2 separate regions of the Mus musculus genome follow, and region 1 is linked to region 2. A link is a contact called in public Hi-C data. All regions are on one chromosome and are shown on one strand. Each heading gives the region's core, a stretch centred on a gene start, on an enhancer-like site or on the middle of the called end of the contact. The rest is flanking DNA. Distances are from core to core; before and after follow the strand shown. Region 1 holds the start of Ncald (neurocalcin delta). Region 2 overlaps Grhl2 (grainyhead like transcription factor 2).

Region 1 (5,497 bases), core at 1,156-3,655, 110 kb after region 2:
TTCCCCTGCCCCTCTCCCCTCCCTGCTTTCTTTCAAACTCATGGCCTCTTTTTCTTTTTCTTTTTTTAAAGACACATTTTCATGAAAAGTAGTTTCCTTTGCAACACAGCATACTTTGTTTTATGCACTTCAGATATCATTCTGGAAAAGAGTCCACAGGTAGCACCAGACGGCCAGACGTGCTCGTGGCACTGAAAGGGTTAAGGCTTCCTGAAACTAGACCCAGAGCCTTTAATAATTCAGCAGCCAGGTTTCTAGAGTCAATCATTCCATGCTGGCATCTTCTGAGGCTGAAGCACTCTTGACCTTGATAGCAGGCAGCACAGACTCGCTGCTGCAGGGGGATGCTCCTCAGCCCCCTTTCCTTATTTAAAAAAAAAAAACAAAACAAAAACAAAAAACCAAACCCTTGGCTCGAGGCTTTGAAAGTTCTTATTTTCATCAGGGAGGCTCTTTTCCCAACTTTTTATCACCGACATTTTGCCACTAACACCGACTCTCTCTCTCTCACAGTTTTGATTGTTGGAATCCAGTCTCATGCATGAGGGCATGAGGATGTCGTACATAATCATCTTGTGAATTTAAAACCAGGGAGAGAACCAAGAAAAAGAGTGAAGATAACAGTCGACACAAGAAAAGTTAAAGCACCAAGTGTATACCACGAGAGATGCCTTTAAATGACAGTGCTAGCTGGTCCCCCCATTCTCAATTGAAATGTCACACACCAGTTGACTCATGAAAGTGGTAGCGTCTGGGTTACAAGAACATGAGGTCAGTTAAATGACTGGAAGACGTCTTAGTAAATACATGTATGTACAAGCACATCAGACAGTGGACAGTCCTAACGGAAGCTCTGATCAAAAGGTCCATTCACTGAAAGCTGCTTGGAAAATAATTGATTCAAGCAGTTATTCATTTACTGCTGCGGCTACAGGCTCTCAGAATTCTCACCCAACGAGAGCAAAATGTAGAACCCACAATTCTGAGCCTAGTAACAGAAGCAAAAAACAATGTATTCTTTCACCAAACTAAAATATAACTATATCGTCAACCTACTGTCCAAACAATGTATTATTTCTCCAAACTAAAATATAACTATATCATCAACCTACTGACTGCATATATCGAGTGGAGCCAGTCTATCTATGCTCCTTCAAATGCTGGTTCTATTTCAGATGGCTGTCTAAAATACGCCTCGTTTCTGTTAAATCTGTAAGATCTAGAAACCTGTTTATCCATCTAGGCTTCTGTTTGCTTCAGAACCTGAGGTTTCCTTGAAACTTGGAGCTGCAGAAGGAGCTAGCAGAACCACAGCAATGCACACACAACAGCCGGAGCAATCCTTGCTCATCAGTTACCAAATCACTCACACAAGACCTGGAGCAAATTTTTATCGAGCATCCTCAATCTACATTTCAGTTAGGGAAGACCTCACATCAATGCATATTTAGTTCCAGGCTAGTTTCTTCTCAAGATAATTACTTTTAAGAATAAAGATCAGAACCAGCTTACAGGACTCCTTAGAAAAGGCCAGTCAGTCCCTCCTCTTCACCAGGGTTTTCAGAGAGAGCGAGCCACAAAATAGCACTTCACAGTAACACCCACAAAACAACCACACGCACACACATAAAGGTTCCACCCCGACTTCCTTGGCATATTGCAGATTCTTTTCTCTAAACAGGAAGCTGTTGACAGTTCCCCTCTTATTTACAGAGTACCAAAAGCCCCCTTTACAATAATAACCACAACTTTCAAAGTCTAGAGTCTTTTCTCACGGTTCCCATTGTTGCTAATTATACATGCTGCAAATGAGGTAGAAACCAAATTCCAGACTGCTGTGGGCTGACGCAGAATCAGCAGCAGCAACAAGGAAAAGTTAGCTGCTCCCTCCAAGGCGGTGCTGGAGTTACCAGACCCCAAACAACACTGAAGGAGGGATTCCTAGAATTCAAGGGAGCAAATTTGGCTCACGCTGCAAAATGAGAATTTCTAAATAATGTATGTTAGCAAGCATTGCGCAAGAAAGATTACATTTTAACCTACTTCATGGAACACTAATCCAAATTTAACCAAGTTCCAGAGACTGCCTGAAATTCGTGACTGGAAGCTGCTTCACATTCTTTGGCTCCGTTCGTCAGTAACTGCTCTTGAAGGCAAAGTTGTAGGAGGTTAAGAGGGGAGGGAAAACCATCAGGGGCTGTGAAACCACGTAACTCCTGTGTATAAAGCAAACCGATTACCTCACGCTGAAGAAGTGGGGGTTTAGTAGTCCATGCTCCTGCAGCCCCTGGGAAGCAACAACCACAGCTGTAGGGACAGCAACAGCGGCGGCGGCGGCAGCAGCAGCAGCAAGGTCCAGCATCCACCAGATTCTCACAAGCCTTTGACTGTGCGGACTCAGCCACAGACTCTGCCTCTGGCTGACGTCAAAGTCCCTGTCACATGGCCAGATAAAAGCCAAGAGAGCATTGGTTGTCGTAGCAACCACAGACTGGCTCTGAAATTATTTCAATAGGTCATCTGTCACTGATGTGTGTGCTCGTGTGTGTGCATATCTGTGTGTGCATGTATGTATACACATGGATTGCAAAACCATTGTGAACAGTGCCCGGCAGATAATTTCAACCCTCAAAGTTGTGACTCACGAGTGCCTGCAACTTTCATCATTAAAGCCTGCTTGTCCTTTCTCTGGTTGCCAGAAAATGCATGCTGTGACCCTTAGTCTTACTATCACAGCACAGAGCCCCTCCCCCTCCAGTCAAAAAAAGAAGCTGAAAACATTCATGAGGTGGTTTTCTTAGTGAATTAAATTCCCCTCTAAATAAACTGAGAGAAAACAGCTTTCAAGAGATTGTTGGTGGAAAAACTGTATATTCTTGAAACTGAATCCTCATCGGTGTCCCGAGAGCATGCCGATGAAAGATGGTGTGGCTGAAGGAGCCTGACAGGAAGGAAGCATGCTGCAAAAAGCAGGGTAGATAAAGCCAAGTCGCATGCCACCTAAGATTCCTTGCAAAAATGATGACCAGAACACTTCCACAAGGGCACAACTTTAGAAGGACCTGGAGATGATGAGAAAAGGGGCCAGACCCCTCCGCAGGTCCCACACTCTACCCTCCCACGATTCTCTGGTCCATAACGGACTGAGGGAGTTTCATGTTGAGTGACTGGTTCGGCATCCCACAGATGGAATCTCCCTACCACAGAGGAGTCAACAGTGCAGCCCACCTGTTCCCAAATTACAGCTTCATTGCCTTCAGGGACACGTTAGCTGATCTTTAGCTCTGTGTGAGTGCTTATGACCCAGTTCGTTCTCATTCTTAATTAACAGGAAGCCAATTAAACAAAATTGAGTAAAACCCATAGGAAGGCATTATGAAAAACCCATTTAGAAAATGTGGACTCATTCAAAAAACAAAGGAGCTGAAAGGTGGGGAGAAGAAAGAGGTGGTGTGCCTGGGTCATTAGGACTATACACAGACACAGTCACACACACACGCACACGCACACACACACACACTGCGCCTGCACGTGCAAGCATACAAACATGTGCACACACACATAAATGCATGCACACACTCATATTCATATGTGTAACACACTCACACATGTGTGCATACACACACTATGAGATATGAGTGACTCTGTGGCCAACTGGTTTTGTTCTGTGACTCTGTCTTCAGTAGAATAGAAGCTGATCTTTCACAGGACTAATGGCCTATCTGCTTGGCCACAGAAGCATCCCGTTCCCCCATTCCATCTTCCATGCTAGCTCCAATGAAGAGAGAGAATGGGTTTTTATTGGAAGTTATTTTTCTGATGCTATTGGTTGTACCGTGGCAAATGTAAAGGCAAAGTGTAAAGTTAGATTCTTTACTTTCAGACTGAAGACAGTCAGGAATGGACCTACTTGTTAGAATGACAGCAGCTGAACCCAGTGTCTGTGCAAATTGGTTTGAATGCCTTATAAGGGGCAGACTTAAGCAACAGGTCTATTTTCTAGACTTGTGTTCTACATATAATTCTGGTTCTCTGTTTAGGAGTGTGGGTCCTTGCTCTGGGCTGGGAGGGAGGAAGGTGTAGGAAGGGAAGTGTAGGTGTCCAGGGATCAAGTTCTCCCTGCTGGCTGCCTGACTTGACTTAGCCCAGGCTCTGAAGCTATGCTGCCTTGTCAATCGTTTCTCCATTTTATTCAGTTTAATATCAAGAAAATAAAACTGCAATGTCACCCTCTACCAGTAGGTGGTGTCCTCTGAAGCAAGACATTCTCAGAACCTCTACATTTCAATACTTTAAACAAATTTGTTTATTCTGAGTCTCCTATCATGTTTATAAGTATGCTTCACTGTACATAGACTTAGGTTTAAATTGCTGGCAGGTTAGGTAACCACTGGACCGTTATTCACCACTAGAAGATGTGTGTACGTAGACCTATTTCCTGTAGCATGCACCCAACCCTCAGCCACCCATTCTCCTCTGTAAACCACATAGGATTGAGTTTTTTGCTTACATATAAGGAAGGGAGCAGTCTTCTGTAGGGTTAAAACCATAGCATGATCTCCTTGGAGCTCAGACATTTGGCTAATTAGTTTAAGGTAACAGGCAGCACACAAGCGCCTTCGCCCACGACACTGCCTTACACTGAATATGTGTCATCTCTTTTTTCTGAATGCCAGGTCATTTTTGAGGTTAAAATGACTCACCTGTTTTTAAAATATGCACTCAAACACAGGTCTCCCTGATAATTTTACTTGCCACAAACGAAGGCAGGTCCAACTATTATTATTCTGACTGTTTTGCCAGCAACACGGGGTAAATGCCACTGAATGAGCTTCGCGTGCATCAACTAGCACATGCTTTGAGCTGTGAGGAGATAATTCTAGTCAGCCCGAAACCCCCCAATACTGCTAGGCAGTGATGTCAGGGCCTCTACTGTCTTAGCATCAGTGGGAGGCTCTGTATCTATTCTTGCAGCTCTCTGCCTCAAATCTTATCTCTTATGATTGGACCTTGGTCAAGTTATAAAAGTGCCCCTAGCAGCAGTGCCCACATGACAAGGTTGTTGAATTACAAGGGAAATAGATGATACAATTTGGACACCTGCCACAGGGCAGGGGCTCAATGTGTCTGCCAGCTCTTGTTTATCTGCCCAGCTCGGATGCTCGTCTGAAGACCTTCAGGGCAGGAGTCTTATTTTTATGATGCCAGTGGTTAGAACAGAGCCCAGGCACAGCAAGGGCTCACGGATGACTCATGGATTAGGGAAAGAATGCGGAGCAACAGGAACACAAGATGCTTTTCTTTTTCAAATAACATGGAAGAGAGGCTTTCTGTGAGCCCTCTACAACCAATGAGGCAGAAGGGAAAAACAGAAGACAAAAGTGTTGAGTTCTCACGAAATCTTCTAACAATGGATGGTTCCAAGTAAATCAATCTAACCCTAGCTAAGTCACGAGTAAGTTATATGCTGACATTCCTTACTGGGTCTGCCACTGGT
Region 2 (5,902 bases), core at 3,397-5,896:
CTGTGGACAGTTGTAGTACCTCCATTAATGTATGGTGGGTACTTGGCTATTGCTATTTGTGAAAGTAACAGCACTCCCTGGGTACCTGGGCAGCAGCACTCCCTGGGTACCTGGGCAACAGCACTCCCTGGATACCTGGGTACTCAGTGCTTTTTTTGCACGCATCATGTTCATGATTTCTCCCAGATTTCCCATTTTCTGCCGTTGACAGCAGATAATTGAGGAATTAAGAAGCTTCTTCAAAGTCATCTAGCTGGCACACGATAGAACCAGTGCCTGCCCACAATTCCCAGCACTCACCCTTGTGCTCCTATTGCCCAGTGTCCTCAGTTTTCAACCTGTGGCTGTAGAGAAGGCAGGCAGGTGGGGAGTGGGCAGGTCCTACAGCTTAACTTTCTGCCCTTCACAGAAGCCCATCCTCATTTCATCTCATGTGCAATTCTGGCAGGGCAGACAGATCTCTGAGCTCCGAGGACACTGTGTTGAGGACACTGTGTTCCCCTAGCCATGAGGAGGTACTATTGTCACATTGGGCCCAAGCTTTTCATCCCTGTCATGTTGACTTAGCTCTGTATTCCATTATGTGTGGTGCTAAAGAAGCTGATAAATATGCCAGCAGCTCGGCCAAGTGTTTGGCTTCTTCTCTGTTATCTCTTTGCTCGCTAGAAGTTTTACTGTAAGTCCTGGGTACCTTTGTAGCCCTAATCTTGCTTCAGACCTAACACGTAGCAATACTTTTCTGATGAGTCTTAATGTCATTTACTGCTATCAAGGGTCTTCTTTACCTTGTGATTGAGCCTGTAACCATGGCGACTGGCCTTGGGTTTTTCTACCTGATGGCCTGTGGGATGGCATTGAGGCCAGAGAGAGCAATGCTCCGCTGCTCACTGGTCTTTTGAAAAGTGTCATATAGCATCACTGGCCTGGGCACCAGAAGCCTGCAACCTGCACTCTTTTTTTTATTAAAGAATAGGCTAGTCATAGCCGCCTTGTTTGGTTTTGCTTTGAAAAATAAATGAAACTGTTGAATTCAGAACACATAAAATTTACTGACTCCTACTGGACTTGTAGATTTGAAAGCGTAGAGAAGCATATATGGTCTCCCAAGAACAATGTGGTTTATCGGAGATACTGTTTTAATGACAAAGTCTCCTGTGGCTTGGAATAAGGTGTTCTCAAAAGTTAGCTGAACTGGAAAAAATATAAGTGACTCTTGCTTGGTGATGGAGTTTGCCTCACACAGCGTGAGAAGGTGTCTGATAGTATTTCAGGCTACTTACCAATCATTAGTGTAATGGTGCCTGGGTACTGTATGGATGGATTCTTTATATCTTTTCGTTCTAAGTTCATGGTCACTCCAGTTCCCAGATGAGACAGAGTACCACAACCCGCAGTTAACACAAAGCAGAAGGCAGGACAGAGGGAGAGTGCCCTAAGTTCATTACTGCCTTCAGATGTGACTGGAGGTTTAGATTTTTTTTTTTTTTTGTTTAGCTGTTTTCATTGTTTGACGTAAAGGGGAATGTAGTAAGAGAGCTGGCTCTTGACTTCATTCCCTACCTTACCAGGGTCTCAATTTGCTTGGGTAGCTCTACCATGACAGTCTTTACTGCTAAGTCACCTCTCCAGCCTCCTTTTACATTTTATTAAATTAATTAATTTTACTTGACACATAATATTTATACTTATTTATAGGGCACGGTATGACCATTTGACCGTGTACATAGTGTGTAATGATCAACTTGGTGTAATTAATATTTCCAGCTCTTCAAATATTGTCATTTCTGTGTCAATAGCTTCCTCTTAAAGATAAGGAGACTAAGGTCCATGGAAATTAAGAAACATGTCCAAATTTGTACAGTAATAAACTTTAAAAGAGGAATTTTAAGTCATTTGAGGTGGTCTGGCCTCCCCCCCCCCCCCCCAGGTCTTGTCCTAACAATTGTGCTGAGTGATCTGTCAGATACTGCTTCCCCGGGCCAGCCAATCACCAGAGAAAGCACCATTTTCTGCAGACCTGCCTGAGATCTACATGCCTGAGATTAAGAATAGTGAATCTCCATTTCTCTTCCTCTCTAACAACCCTCCCCTTTCCAGAGCGCATCTGGAATGCACAGGGACTTTGCAAATGCAGAGCTGTCACAGCTGGCCCCTCAGAGAGTGCTCAGGGGAAAACGCCACCATCTTCCAGGCGGGAGGGCTGGAGTCCTCTGTGGGGAGAGGAAAGGACAGGAGGTTGGGTTGAACCTCCCACTGTGGCAGTTAGAAAAGGGAGAACTGTAGGAAATCAGGCCAGTCCCCAACAGAGGTCTAGCCTGTGTCATCTCCTGCCGTGACTTGGTGTGAACTGGGGAGGACTCCCCTCACTGTGACACTCCTTGTGTATTTATTCATCTCTGTGTGTCCTCTCCAGCAGCAGCGTCCTTGTTAAGCGGATGTTCAGGCCCATGGAAGAGGAGTTTGGTCCAACACCGTCTAAGCAGATCAAAGAAGAAAACGTAAAACGAGGTATCTCTCCGTTCCGACTGGCCACTGACAGGGCTTCGGGCAGGCAGGCTGACCTGCTGTGAAGAACTCACTCCCTGTGACAGAATCATTGCTAATCCTGGTGGGCTTTTCCTCACATTGGAGGCTACAGGCTTTCTCTTGCCTTAGGGGAGCAGTTATGTATCTCCTGGCCCATCCAGCAGTGAGGTACACAGTTCAGAGGAGACTGCCTGTGTGTGTGGCTGTGCCTTCCCCATGAACCAGTGATTCGGAATTATTCCATAGACAGAAACGGTTACAATAGGTTGGGCCCGCCCATATGTGATGGTGGCCCCCAGCTTGCCATCACGAATTTTAACCTCCGTTGCTTGGTGCCTCTTCCTTCCTAACTACTTAGGGTTGGGGCAGCGTCACACTGGTGACTGGTGTGCACTTGTACATCACCTACTCAATTACAGGCTGGAGCCAGTCCAACAACTGCTTTTCAGAGCTTGTGGAACTGGCACCCACATTGCCACTAGAAATTATCTTGGGCTGTAATTAAAGATTAAGGTAAGGTTTCTGAAACTGCACAGACAGACAGAGGGCACTGTGACCTACCAGCAGTAAGGAAATCGCTGGTCCCCGTCCCCCCAAGAGGATCTCTTTGGAGAAGGATGGAGAAGTCACTGGGCTCCTTGCTTGGCACTCTGAGCCTGTACTTGGCCCTACTGGTCATTTGTCAGCTTCCCAAAACCATCATTACTGTCTGTTTTTCCTTGGCGGCCACTTGTCAGGGTGGCTGCACACGAGGCTGCCTGGGATGTTTGGTGGTTGTCTCTGCTGTGGTTGGCAGGATGGTTATTACCGTTGCCACACCACAGAACAGAGCTAATGAAAACTGACTCTCTGGCCAAGCCCTCTAAGTGTGTGGAGCCCAGCACACCCTCCAGGATAGCTGTCAGCAAGCCCAGCTGGAACTGCCCTGCCAGTCTGCCGCCGCACCCCCCCCCCCAAAAAAGAACCAACAGACTTGAGCACTTTCCAGTCCCCCCCCCCCCCCGGAGTAATATCAAAGACAATGGCTTGAACAGAGGCTATTTATAAGTAGTGCTCATTTTAATAGAATGTAATCGCAGGTTTCCCAAGGGTCAACCCAATGGAAATTGCTTTTTCCACTCTTTTTGTTGTTGAGAGCTTCTGGAAGAAATTACAGAATTTCCAGCAAATAATAGCCATCAGCTAGCTCTTCTTGAATTTAGTTTTCCTTATCTGGATGTAACTGGGCTCTGCATCCTATATTTTTCTGTATATTGTTCACATCCTCTCCGTTTATGATAGCCTTTGGGTTACTAGGTAGTTTTAATTGACGTGTAGACTCTACAGTATTGCTTCAAGGGGCTAAATGTGAAAAATTTTTGGCGACGTGGTCAGCCTTAATTGGCACTTCATTTTTATATTTGATAAAGAAAAAGAAAGCACTGCACTGCCCAAGTCTTTCTTCCTCCCTCCCGCTCTCCTCCTTCCCTATATTCTAACCGAACATTCTTTGGGCAGAATCCCTGTCAATGTGGCTTTTATAAGCACAGATTTAAGCAAGCCTTTGGGATGGAGCGGGAGGGAGGGAGAGGGAGTGTCGGGTGTGGGTCTAGCTGATTTCATTTTTCAGTTCTGCTTTTGTTTCTCTGCTGATGGTGATGGTCACTGGATTAATATCAGGATTATTGTTGAGATATAGGCTCATCAGTGTTTTGGGTTTTTTGCTTTTTTTTTTTTTTTTTTTTTTTTTTTTTGTCCTGGGCAGTTGTTTTCCTTAGTGTGGACAGATGAGGGGTTTCAGCTTTTTCTTCCCCTGGAAGGGAAGTTAAGTTATGTCTGCTGCTAGAAGACAGAAAGAGCAGTTCTCCCTCTGGGATGGCAGGACTGAGTGATGGCGGCCAGTTGATTTTCCGGGTGCTGACTTCTCAACATGATGGCACAGTAGGAGGACTCCGTGACCAGGAGAAGCAGCGCCAAGGGTGGCCATGTCTGTGGGGCCCAGCTGGTACATCTGTGCCTCCCTGAGGTCCGTCTACATCGGTCAGATCTGCGGTCTCTGCCATCCTGGCTCAGTCTGCACACTCTCCAATTCAGAACTTGTAGAGAAAGGAATAGAACACCATGGCCCAGCTTGAAGGTTCAAAAACCACAACCACTTCCTGTCAGCTTCTGTAGGTTGAAGACTGGGTCTTTATCTGTGTGCGGGGCCTAGACCGAGCCTAACACACGGATCTTATTTCACAGAACCGGCAGGCAACCCTATGTGCTAGTTCCTAGTGTCTGTCTCACAGATAATCTAGGCATGGAAGCCTAGATTACACTCAGAGCTGTGATTCGCCACATCCTAAGTTCTTCCTGGACTGTCCCCTTCCAGGCCGTTACTCGAGGTCGTCTGCCAGCCTAACCCTTCTGGTGACTTACCTTTCTAGACAACCACTCCTACGGTCTTCACAATGCCTTAAGCCCCCACTTTTGGGCACTCTCACCTCTGCAGGACCTGGCTGAAAGTATTGTCTCTTGCTTTTCCTTCATTGCTTTCTCAAGCCTGCCTGTCTCTCCTAGTGGACCACAAACTCCCTAAAGGCATAGACTGGGGTTAACTAGCTCTGTGCTGCAAGCTCAGCTCTTGGTATACACAGCTTGTGGCACCTAGGCGCCTTCAGTGGTATTCACCGAATGAGCAAATATGCAAATATAAGTTACAGGAAAGAGTGGTCATAAAGAGACCATGTGCCCCACCCGAGAAACTCAAGTATGGATACAGGCATGAGAGCATGTACATCCCAGTAGTCATTAGCCTGTTGGCAGAACAGGTGATGTCAGCCTGACGTCCCACGTGACAGGAAGCAGAGTTCAGGTGATGTCAGCCTGACATCCCACGTGACAGGAAGCAGAGAGCAGGTGATGTCAGCCTGACGTCCCACGTGACAGGAAGCAGAGAGCAGGTGATGTCAGCCTGACGTCTCACGTGATAGGAAGCAGTCCCAAGCCTTAGTTCACTCTGGTCTTTCCGTTCTCTTGCAGTGCTTTTATATGTGAGGAAGGAGAACGATGACGTCTTCGATGCTCTGATGCTGAAATCACCCACGGTGAAGGGTCTGATGGAAGCGGTAAGCCACAAGCCCAGCCCCCGTAGACGCCATGAGCCCTGCCCCGTTCACCCGGCCAGAATTTATTTAGTGCAGTGCAGCCACCAGGGTGGCTCCAGCATGAGCTTTTGAAAGAAAATGAAGAGTTGAGGTCTTTGGAAATCTCTACCTCCGGACAGGGTCTTGATGCGCATGCTCAGATACACTCTTGGTTGGTTTCAGAGTAATCATCCGAGTCAGCTGCTGCAGAGGAGGGGTAAAGTGAGGTTTTTATTTATCTGTTTGCACAAAGCCAGATTAGGTGCACA

The links. Hi-C and Micro-C count contacts between places; a contact is called where the count stands out from the background.
Region 1: a contact with region 2 is called in a Hi-C map of cerebellum, with 1.8 times the contacts expected there. The contact joins the promoter of Ncald here to the enhancer-like site in region 2. A contact is called at or near these places in 9 of 484 Hi-C or Micro-C datasets (the HL-1 cell line, cerebellar granule neurons, cerebellum and 4 more), 3 of 115 datasets of contacts at active chromatin or transcription factors (T-cell acute lymphoblastic leukemia, effector CD8 T cells and memory CD8 T cells) and 1 of 9 other capture datasets (adipose tissue).

Annotation. Positions count from the first base shown.
Region 1 is chr15:37,456,977-37,462,473 of GRCm38.p6, forward strand. Ncald (neurocalcin delta) reads right to left here and starts at 2,406. Exons shown (of 4, transcript NM_001170868.1): 1 at 2,241-2,406.
Region 2 is chr15:37,342,240-37,348,141 of GRCm38.p6, forward strand. It overlaps Grhl2 (grainyhead like transcription factor 2), which reads left to right. Exons shown (of 16, transcript NM_026496.4): 13 at 2,414-2,508; 14 at 5,530-5,615. Among named protein-coding and RNA genes, the nearest start is that of 4930447A16Rik, 80 kb to the right of the region's middle. Within about 2 kb of position 4,647, at least 48 of the 459 cell types and tissues checked have an H3K27ac peak or open chromatin away from gene starts, as enhancers often do. A contact at or near this core is called in T-cell acute lymphoblastic leukemia, cerebellum, effector CD8 T cells and 2 more, where this site is marked.